Linked DNA regions of Mus musculus: region 2 is linked to region 1. The links are chromatin contacts, called in public promoter capture Hi-C maps. All regions are on one chromosome and are shown on one strand. The core of a region is the stretch at or near the end of the contact, and the rest is flanking DNA. Distances in the headings are between cores, read along the strand shown.

Region 1 (4,660 bases), core at 2,147-4,646:
TACGGAACCGGTGGCTCCGTGCACACGCATCAAGGCGAGAGTCATTATACTCCCGGAGATTCACTGCAGGATGACAGTTTGTCTGAGGCTCCCAATCTGAGTTTGTTCCTCTCGAGGTCTCCCTCTATTTCCCGGGAGTAGTCCTACACATTCTAGAATATGTCTGAGAGGAAGGGACTCACGGTGAGCTCAGATGTGGGAAGATAATTAGTGAAGAACGGCAAGGCTGTTAGGTGACAGGTGTCTCGGGTTCCTGTCACTGCCTCTGGTCTCCTCCTGCCTGAACTCCTACAAGAACCATTATTCCTTCATTTCTTCAGCACATTGAAGGTGGGCTTGTGCTATAGGCTGGCGGTCACCTAAAAATGTTAAGGACTAGTAAAGAAAAGCTATAGCTCCTGTACAGAATATGGGGAAGTAACTGGTGAACGTGTTAAATGGCTTTTAAAAAATTAAGTTGGGGGAGGGGTAAGCCATTTAAAACTCAGGGTACCTCTGTCACACTGCTACATCTCCTGACCACAACCCATGTCTGATTTGTGCACTTGCTGTGATCCAGAGGGAGGCATAAGGTTTAGTTTGTCACATTTTAGCTGGGTAATCAGACATATTATTTAACCTCTGCAGCCTCGATGTTTTACCTGTATAATGAGAGCTCTAATAGCAAGCCCCTCATAAGCTGTGAGGCCTGCATGAGACTGCATGTGGGAAGCCTTTAACACAGTGCCCGGTGTATGGCAGGTGCTCAGAGAATATGCTATGTTATTGTCTTTACTGTGGCTTTCTTCCATCCTGAGGGGGCTGAGGAACTATTCGTTTTCATCCAATATTGTCTCTTTACCCCTTTCCTTCGCTTGTTTGGCTCCTGGGACTATGAGAGATTTTTTTGGCTTTTGTTTCCATGTTAGTTTGGTTTGGTTTGGTTTGGTTTGGTTTGGTTTGGTTTGGTTTGGTTTGGTTTGCTTTGCTTTGCTTTGCTTTTGCTTTGCTTTGCTTTGCTTTGCTTTGGTCTGACATAAGGTTGAACATGTCTCCAGAAACAGGGTGAGGAGTTGACCTCAGAAGTGCAGGCATGGCCTCCCACACTAGCCAATGATGGAAAGGAGAACTGTAAATACAAGAGGCCCAATTCTATAATTAACAAACAGATATGATGAAGTTATGTTTCCCATCCTCTCCTCAAGCCATGGCCAGAGGTTTTACTTTTGTCTTCCATGGCAGAGAACAGAGAAGATGGATGAGCTGACAAGAGAGATTCAAAGGAGGGACTCTGAAGATCTGAGTGCTAGCACTTCTGTAGGAATGTCCCAGCACAGGGTTCCCACCCACCTTAGACCATTTATTTTCTCAGATGAAAGACACACAGCCTTTATATTTCTAAATATACCATAGGCAGTACAATAGCTGGTCAGCTGCCTACCCTCCATGCTGCTAGAATCTACCCATCGATGACCCCAAGCCACCACTCACTATTCACTATGTTTCACCTGGGCTACTCTCAACTCCAACCAGGCAGCCATCTGAACCACAATCTCTTGGCCCCTAGACCATGGTGGCTCTCCTTCTCCCTCCTGCTCATTCTTCCATAGTGGCTTCTCTTCCTTCTTCTTCTTCTTCTTCTTCTTCTTCTTCTTCTTCTTCTTCTTCTTCTTCTTCTTCTTCTTCTTCTTCTTCTTCTTCTTCTTCTTCTTCTTCTTCTCCTCCTCCTCCTCCTCCTCCTCCTCCTCCTCCTCCTCCTCCTCCTCTTCCTCCTCTTCCAGGCCTGTGAAGCCTCAACCCTACCTATCTTTCTTCTTCCCAGCTATTGACTGTTGGCATCTTTATTTACCAATCAGAATTAACTTAGGAACAGGATCCCAGGGGCTATGTGCAGACTCCAGGTCTTGGGGGGCCTTACTTAGCATTATAATAATCAGTAAAAGGCAAAACCTCAACAGTTCCCTTTGAGACACCACAGCTTATTTTTCAAAATAAGAAAAAGCATGAAACATCATGATATTATCTTTTTTTCTCACAGAGAAAGATGAGCATTGCCTCCTGGTAGTGTAAGAGCAGGTAGGTTGCCACTTGGTTTCTTTGGTATCATACGAATCCTATCCTCCTCTGGGCCACCAGAAGCCTTTTCTCTGGCCATACATAATTCTCCCAATATGGCATTCCAGACCACTGGGCAGACTGGGTCATACAACCTGGTGAATTTACAAACTGAGTTAGTCTCAACTATACCTTCTATCTTATTTTAAACATTAATGACAGCATGGACTAGAGTCCCCCCAAACATGTGGGTTATTATTTAGTAGCTGATTAGGTTATTTGGAGACATAAGTTTAGAGTCAAGGTCTTCATTATTTTAGACAACTACTTAATACATTCTGAAAAAAATCCAAGCTTCTACCCCCTACATCTTTTATATAAAAATATTTGGGCTTACTTACCTTATGGGCTAGTATGAGGATTTGAATGGCTGAATGCTGGCAGGGAGCTAAATCCATCTAGAACCTCAGAATGCCATGTAATTTTGAATATAGATTTTGTAGATTTAATTAAGGGACAAATGTCCAGAAGAGCTCAACCTGGATTTCCCAGGTAGGATATGCACCCAATGACAGATGCCTTTGTGAGAGACAGACAAGAAGACATAGGTGTGTGTGTGTGTGTGTGTGTGTGTGTGTGTGTGTGTGTAGAGAGAGAGAGAGAGGCCATGGGTAGAGAAGAATACTGTAAATCATGAGTTGAGGACTATCTAGAGTTCCTAGTATCTAGACAAAGAACAGGTATCTCTTAACTTTAGAGTAAGAGTGCTGTTCACACCTTATGTTGGACTGTCAGCCTCTGAAACTGAGGGAGCACACATGTAGAGATTTAACCTGTGTGGTTTGTGGTGCCTTATCACAGCATCTAGAAAATCAATACAAACATGTCCTTTGGGGATTATGATTCATAATGGCAAAGTGGTTTGTTTGTTTGTTTGTTTGTTTGTTTGTTTGTTTGTTTGTTTTCAGGTTCTGGGTGGGTTTTCATACACTTGTTTTCTAAGAGGTCTGAATTCAGTTAGCTCGTCTGGTTATATTTATTATCTTCTCAAACCCAATGAGGCATCAAGGGATTTTAAGAGTCAGTCCTAAAAGACCCAGAGTCTCTAACAGCTGGTGAGTCTGGGTCAGTGTCCAGTAACAAATGCACTGAGCTCATTATGCAGGTTTTGAAGATGTCAACAGTCTTCACTAAGACCCTTTTTCTCTGGGAGTTCACCTTCTTGAAGGACCTGAAACGACGAGGAACACCAAAGGCATGAGCAATAATTAACTTCTGATTGTAATGTGGGGCCCCAATGGCTCACTTCGTTATCAGTGCTCCAAATCTGAGAGATTAAACATTTGATCAAGCATATTTCTACAGCAGAAACTGCTGAAATGGCGTTTGAACTATTTTAGTCACGTAGCTGTATATTTGCCTTCTACCTAAAGAGATGGTATCCTGCACTCGGCTTATTTATTTATGTGCTTGAAGGATAAGTCTCCACATTTATTCACTCCATTTTTTTTCCCCTAGGAACTGTTTGGCCAGTGCCTACTATGCGCTCTGAGCACTGAGATCCATGAGGGAAGTGTGAGGAGAGAGTCCAGCTGCCTCCAGCCGATCAAGCAGGCCAAATAATGTTCCTGATGAAGCGAGCTGCGCCACCCAAGAAAAGCATCTTTGTAGCTGATTCCCCAAAATTCAGATAGTATTTGTTCTCTTCCTTTACTTCTCTCCCTAAGGGAAAAAAGAGAGTTTATATCCCCTAAAAAACACCTCAAATAATTGTCCTCTGCCTGAGCAGTTCTCTGAGCCCTGGACTACACAGAAGTTCTTGGCATCTTTTGGACATCCTGTGGAGACCTCAGACAACAATCATAAACAGAACTCTTTGCTTCTTGTCTAATATCTGGCCATCTTTGAGTGTTCTCTTTCCAAAAAACATCAAAGATGGAAATGAAGGAGTTACTATCCTCCCCCCCACACACAACACACACCATTAGCTTTACACAATCACAAAGTTGTGTCAATATTACCTTATCTCTCCCAATCTGATTTTCTCCATCACTATTGCCAGTGACTTGGTCTAATGAGTACATGCAGTCTGGTTACAGCTACGAGTTCACCTCACCATTGTATGTTCTGTTAATGAGAAACAAGTCATGAGCCTTACTCTACCCAAGGGACAGATTGCACAAGCACAAAGCCCAAGGGCCAAACTCAGGAGTCCATTGTAGAATTCATCCTACCATTGACCTCAAATTTAGCTTACTTATACAGAGAAACATTCCCCAAACTCAAGAATTGGTTCTAATTCCAATATACAGGTCCACACAATGCTTCTTGCCATCATTTATTATATTTTTAAATAGTTATATGACAATCTCATTAATATACCTTAAAGGGTAGCATTAGGTCTGGGATATTGCAGTGGTTTGAAACTATTTTTTTTAAATAAACTGATAGAAACACCATAAAATGATACAGTATTGGTCTATATTTTATTGTCTTGATCCCTTATCCACAAATCAGAGTAAAATCCCACTTTAAGGTATTTATTTATTCATTTATACTGAAGGAATACTGCCCAAAGGAACTGGCGAGGCAGGGGACCTAAGCTTTTATCCCCCATCATAGTAAC
Region 2 (4,766 bases), core at 1,223-3,722, 270 kb after region 1:
CTGTCCTTGGTGCCTGCGGTGGTCGGGTGCTAGCACCTGTCCGCAGGACCCCAGCTCTTCTAAGTACCTCCTTTGAAACCCTTGCCCAGCGGGGGGAAGAAAGTCCAGTGCCCTCACCCCACTCCTACACAAGGCTGTTCGGCTGCCCACCCCGATGCCCAGCGCCACCGGCGGGCGCCGCACCTCGCCGGCCGCGCCGACCGCGCCTCCGGTGCTTAGCCCGCGGCCCCGCGGCGGGGCGGCCTCACTTACTGGCGGGGAAGCGCGGGTCTGGGTTGGCGCCGTACCATCCGGGGCCCGAAGCGCTGTTCCGCATGGTGTCCTGGTAAGGCGGCAGCTCGCTCATGTTGCCCAGGTTGCCGTTGCAGTAGCCCCCCACGGCGGAGTGCGAGAGCTGGGGCACCCCCGCCGCCGTCATGTGGTAGGCGGCGGTGACGGCGCCGTGGTGCCCCACGGCGTGCTGCTGCATGGCCGCGGCCGGTGGGGCCGCCTGGCCCTGTCTGTACGCTGCGAGCGGAGCCCCGAGGCCGCCGCCCTCCATGCCCACTTTCTTGTAGCTTTCCTCCAGGGGACTCAAGATGTCAGACACTGAGAACGGAGTCGTGTGCTTTGGACTCATCGACATGATTCGGCGTCGGCTGGAGGAGGAAGGAAGAGGAGGAAAAAAAAAAGGGAGAGGGGGAAGGCGAAGCCTCGCTACTTTTTTTTTCTCCCTTTGCCAAATATTCTGGTGTTACCTTAACGCCGATCTTGTTGGATGTACACGTAACGGAGTGGACCGAGTCCGCCTTAATTGGCTTGAGTGGAGGCTCGGGGGCTGCCTCGCGTTTGTTTTAGCCCGGCGCCAGGTTTTAGGCAGCCACCAGAGGCGGGGCATAAGCGCTAAAGCAACAAGACAATAGAAGCCTACATCTTGCCCGAGATAATTAGCTTACATGCTGATGACAAGGTAAACACCTTTAAGCTTCACTTGTCAAGATTTTTAGGTCTCAAAGAGAGAAAGAAGGAGAGAGGGAGAGAGAGAGAGAGAGAGAGAGAGAGAGAGAGAGAGAGAGAGAGAGAGAACCAAAGCATTACTTTCCCCCTCCCTTGGACACCCCCACCCCCATTTTTGTGGGGTGCCTGTGGCGCGCGAGGAAAAGGCGGGGGGGGGGGAAGGAGGAGGGAACCGAGAGCGGGAGGGCCAGAGGTGGGGTAGAGAATAACCTAAGGGGAGGGATGGAAAGGAGAACGGAAGGTGAATACTGCTTTGCAACCAACTTGGGGAGTTACAAAGTGGAACCGCGGTCCAATTTGGTCGGGGTTCCGAGGTCAGGGGCTGGCCTTTGGGGGAGAAGGGGGCTGAGGAGCAGGGAGCGGGATTTCACCTGAGCCTGCCGGGGCTGCTCCTCCCTCCCGCTGCGGCCTCCCAGCCCCGCGCCTTCCCACCGCCTCCGGACCACATCGGGCTTCGCTGCGCTGAGCCCCAGTCACCACCAAAAGAGTGTGCGAGTCTGGGGATGAACCCTGGGGCTGCACTGTTGGTCTATGTGTCTGTCAGTCTGTCTGCTTCTTCTGCCGCCGCCGTCAGAGGGACACCTCTGCTCCCCGCCCCCTTTCCCCTTACCCGAGAGAATCCCAGCGGGCGGAGGGGGAGCTGAGTAAGGGAACGACTGCCTCCGGGAGGCTGTCACCGATCCCCGCGCCACCCCCCACCAAGCTCCTGGCTCCCTAGCGGACCAGCCCCCCCAGCCCACCCCACCCCGCCGCTCCCTTTCTCCACCCCTTTTGCCGGCCCAGGCAAGTACACCGCTGGCCCTCTGAGCTACGAGGCTAAGGGTGCGGGGGATTAACAGGAGAGTCCACCACGGAAGTTGCCCCATCTCGAACAAACCTGGTGCCCCTGACCCTTGCCCATGGCCTGGATACTTCGGCTTCAGAAGCTGATGCTGTCTTTCCGAGGACATCCCAGTCCCAGCACCCCAGCTCAGATCCCCGCAGTTTTCCCTTCCGATGCTTCAGTGAAAGCCCGGGCGGGGAGCCGCGTGAGCGCCCGCAGATCCGTTGCAGAGTGGAACTGAGTCTGAACCCGGGTGGAACTCGTTGTCCGGGAGGAGGCGAATATCTCGACGCCCGCAGCCCAGCGGGCGGGAGGCTGGGCTGAGGCTCGCCTCCTCCCGGAGCTCAGCCATGCAAAAGTGCACTTGCTTCCCCGGGAATAACCAAATATCTTTGTCTAAAGTGGCGGCGTAAATGGCCGGTCGCTTTGTGGCCACGCTGGATATTAGTAGATGAGGATCATTCTGCTTCAATTGGGCGCCTCTCATCCGGCTAGGAAGAAACTGCTTAGGAGGAAGTGGGTTTCCTGTCTGAGCGTTCCCAGGCTTCAAGTGTGAGCCCCGCGCCTTGAGGGTCCTTGGGCGCCTGGCAAGGGGGAGCTGTGGGCTGTGCTCCCTAGCGGGCCCGGGGGCGTCAGCCTCATTGCTGTTACCAGGTCAGGATCAGCAGCTAAGTGGGTTACCCAGCCAAGCCCTGCATGGCACAGATTTGGAGACCACCTCCGTTTTTTTTTTTTTCTCCTTGGAATTTAAGCGTTTTCGTTATTGTTTGTTTTTGTTTTGGCTTTGCTTGTCTGCTGTTCGAGCTTTCTTGGAGCGCTAGAGGCTGGGAGGGCGGAGTGCTTCCTGGCCCGGCAGGTGCCTCCTAGACACTTCGGCGGCCAGTCAAGGAGGCTTCTTGATTTTGGTTTTTGTTTTCACATTTTCTTTCCCCTCCTTGTAGTGAGGGAGCTCCCGATAATGAACAAGCAGTTTTGAACTACTTAATTCAGCAGGGTAGGCTCCTTTCCATTAATAGCAATTATAGTATGGAAAGTTGTTTTATTTGCTTTTTAAGATCTCTCCTTGAAGAGTGCTCTCTACTCCCTCAACACAAAGCCGACGACTAAACTAACATTAGCTTTCCTCACCACCTACCTCCATCGTGAAGGGAAGGAAGGCTCTGGGCATCAGCGGGCCTCCCATCTGGGCCCGCATTTTCGAACCGCCCCCGAGGTGGCTTTGAAGCAGGGAACCCCGACTTTAAGCGGCCAGGTGCGTTGTGTCTCTGTAGCTAAGGACAAGTGGAAAGCAGAGCTCTGCGCTCTCCTTTCCCAGGGACTTCTCTGGGGGGCGCTCTCAAGATGAGCTACAGCACTTTGGTCTACAGTGTCGAGAGTGCAGGGAGGGGAAGCCACGCTAGATCAAGTGAACGGCAGAAAGGGCAGGCAAAGCATAATGCAGACCTAGTCTGAAGGCGCGACCCAGATCTGCTAGCATTGGGAACGGGATCGTCTTAGGAAGTCCCTGGTCCTCCGTCTCCATTTAACCCCGTTATTTTATAATTGTTGGTGGTCATAGGAACACCAAGGGTAGAGTGTCATTTGTCTCTCCCGGTTTTAGTGCCACTTACAGAAGGAGGTAATTCTTCAGAAGGTTTTTTGGTGAGATTTAAGCAAAATCAGGCACATCAAAACACGCCCAAAGCTTTGAGGGAAGAAAATTAAGCTCACTAACAAGGTCGATATTTCTGTGTCTGTGGTTAATATCAAATCCATTGCTTCTTCGGGGGGCCTGTTAGTCTGGAGTGAAAGGTTTGTTCAATCTTCTACAGTCTCTGAGCCGTGCAGCCCGGACCTTCAAAAACACCAGCAGGTGGCCAGTTTGGGAGAATGTACACAAGCTGCATCTTAGCCCTACTGTAACTAGGGGCCCCCATCCCCAGCCGCACAGCACTAGGTGAGGGGCTGAGCTTCAGTCAGAGTTCGAGGGGAGTGATGCCTGGCAACCCCCATGCTTTACCCTGAAGGGGAGGGGAACTGGACTGAGCTTCAAACTTCTCCTGCTGGCACCAATGCCAACAGCTCCCATCTAGAACTGGGGGTGAGGGGCTCTGTTGCACTCTGTGACTTGAACCAAATGAACTTCCCATACTTCTGCCCCTTCATAAACATCCACCATTCTGGATTATTTCCCATGAGCACTGACATCCACAAGAGTAAGCCAGAATTCTCAAGAGCCTTTGGGGGCCTGGGGGGGGTGTTGGGTGGGTGGGTGGGGAGCCACCTATTTATCTCTGAACTCATCCATGCAAAGATCTTGAGAATTCTCACCAGGTTAGTCTTTCTGACTAGAGAGCATGCTGCCTCTCTGACTCATCTTGAACAGGACCCACTCGGGTTAAACCAGAGATATTTTTTTCCCCTCTTGTAGCTGTGGATTAATTCTTAAAAACCTAGTCCACCCCTCATGGCTGGTGCCTCCTGCGCTGTCAGTAGACTGGCCTTGTGGCTAGCAGGACAGAGCTCAGCCCTCATAAGGTTATTCCCTGGTTCAGCCCCAAGGGTCCTCTTTAATCTCACTAGTTAGGAATCAAAGGGCTGCAGAGACTCAGGCTTCACCAGAAGAAGAGCAGAGTAACCATTAGTCTTTGCAGCAGTGTAGCAGAGGGACACTTCCTTCTTCCCCTCCAGTGTCTCTTTGAAAGCTCACTGGTAGAACGCTAGAGAGAGGATGTCCAAACCAGATCTACCACTTGCCACCTACACCTCAGCTTGCTTACTTCCAACTCCCATGAAACCCTTCACATCTGCCAAGGGCACTAGATGTGCTTCTTCTAATGCTGCAAAGTTCAAAATGTTATCTTACAATTCATGATTCACTTAGCAACTACTCTTGGAACCCATGCTGTATCCGATATTTGGTAGGCTAGGTCAGAGTATTTAGCCATTAACGACCTATCTATGGCCG

What was found. Promoter capture Hi-C pulls out the DNA fragments that hold promoters and counts their contacts.
Region 2: a contact with region 1 is called in a promoter capture Hi-C map of pre-B cells. The contact joins the promoter of Nkx2-1 here to the enhancer-like site in region 1. A contact is called at or near these places in 7 of 39 promoter capture datasets (the 3T3-L1 cell line, the C10 cell line, cranial neural crest and 4 more), 4 of 484 Hi-C or Micro-C datasets (the AML12 cell line, embryonic stem cells, nephron progenitors and 1 more), 5 of 115 datasets of contacts at active chromatin or transcription factors (embryonic brain, embryonic forebrain, embryonic midbrain and 2 more) and 2 of 9 other capture datasets (adipose tissue and liver).

What each region holds. Positions count from the first base shown.
Region 1 is chr12:56,261,890-56,266,549 of GRCm38.p6, forward strand. It overlaps Gm19990 (predicted gene, 19990), which reads left to right. Exons shown (of 4, transcript NR_045048.1): 3 at 2,018-2,055; 4 at 3,553-4,492. It overlaps Gm46351 (a long non-coding RNA gene), which reads right to left. Exons shown (of 4, transcript XR_001780618.2): 3 at 4,056-4,161; 4 at 2,132-3,265. Among named protein-coding and RNA genes, the nearest start is that of Gm19990, 11 kb to the left of the region's middle. Within about 2 kb of position 3,397, at least 3 of the 459 cell types and tissues checked have an H3K27ac peak or open chromatin away from gene starts, as enhancers often do.
Region 2 is chr12:56,534,436-56,539,201 of GRCm38.p6, forward strand. Nkx2-1 (NK2 homeobox 1) reads right to left here and starts at 2,473. Exons shown (of 3, transcript NM_009385.3): 1 at 1,874-2,473; 2 at 253-638. The coding sequence starts at 625. It overlaps Gm26973 (a long non-coding RNA gene), which reads left to right and starts at 2,755. Exons shown (of 6, transcript XR_872771.2): 1 at 2,755-3,071.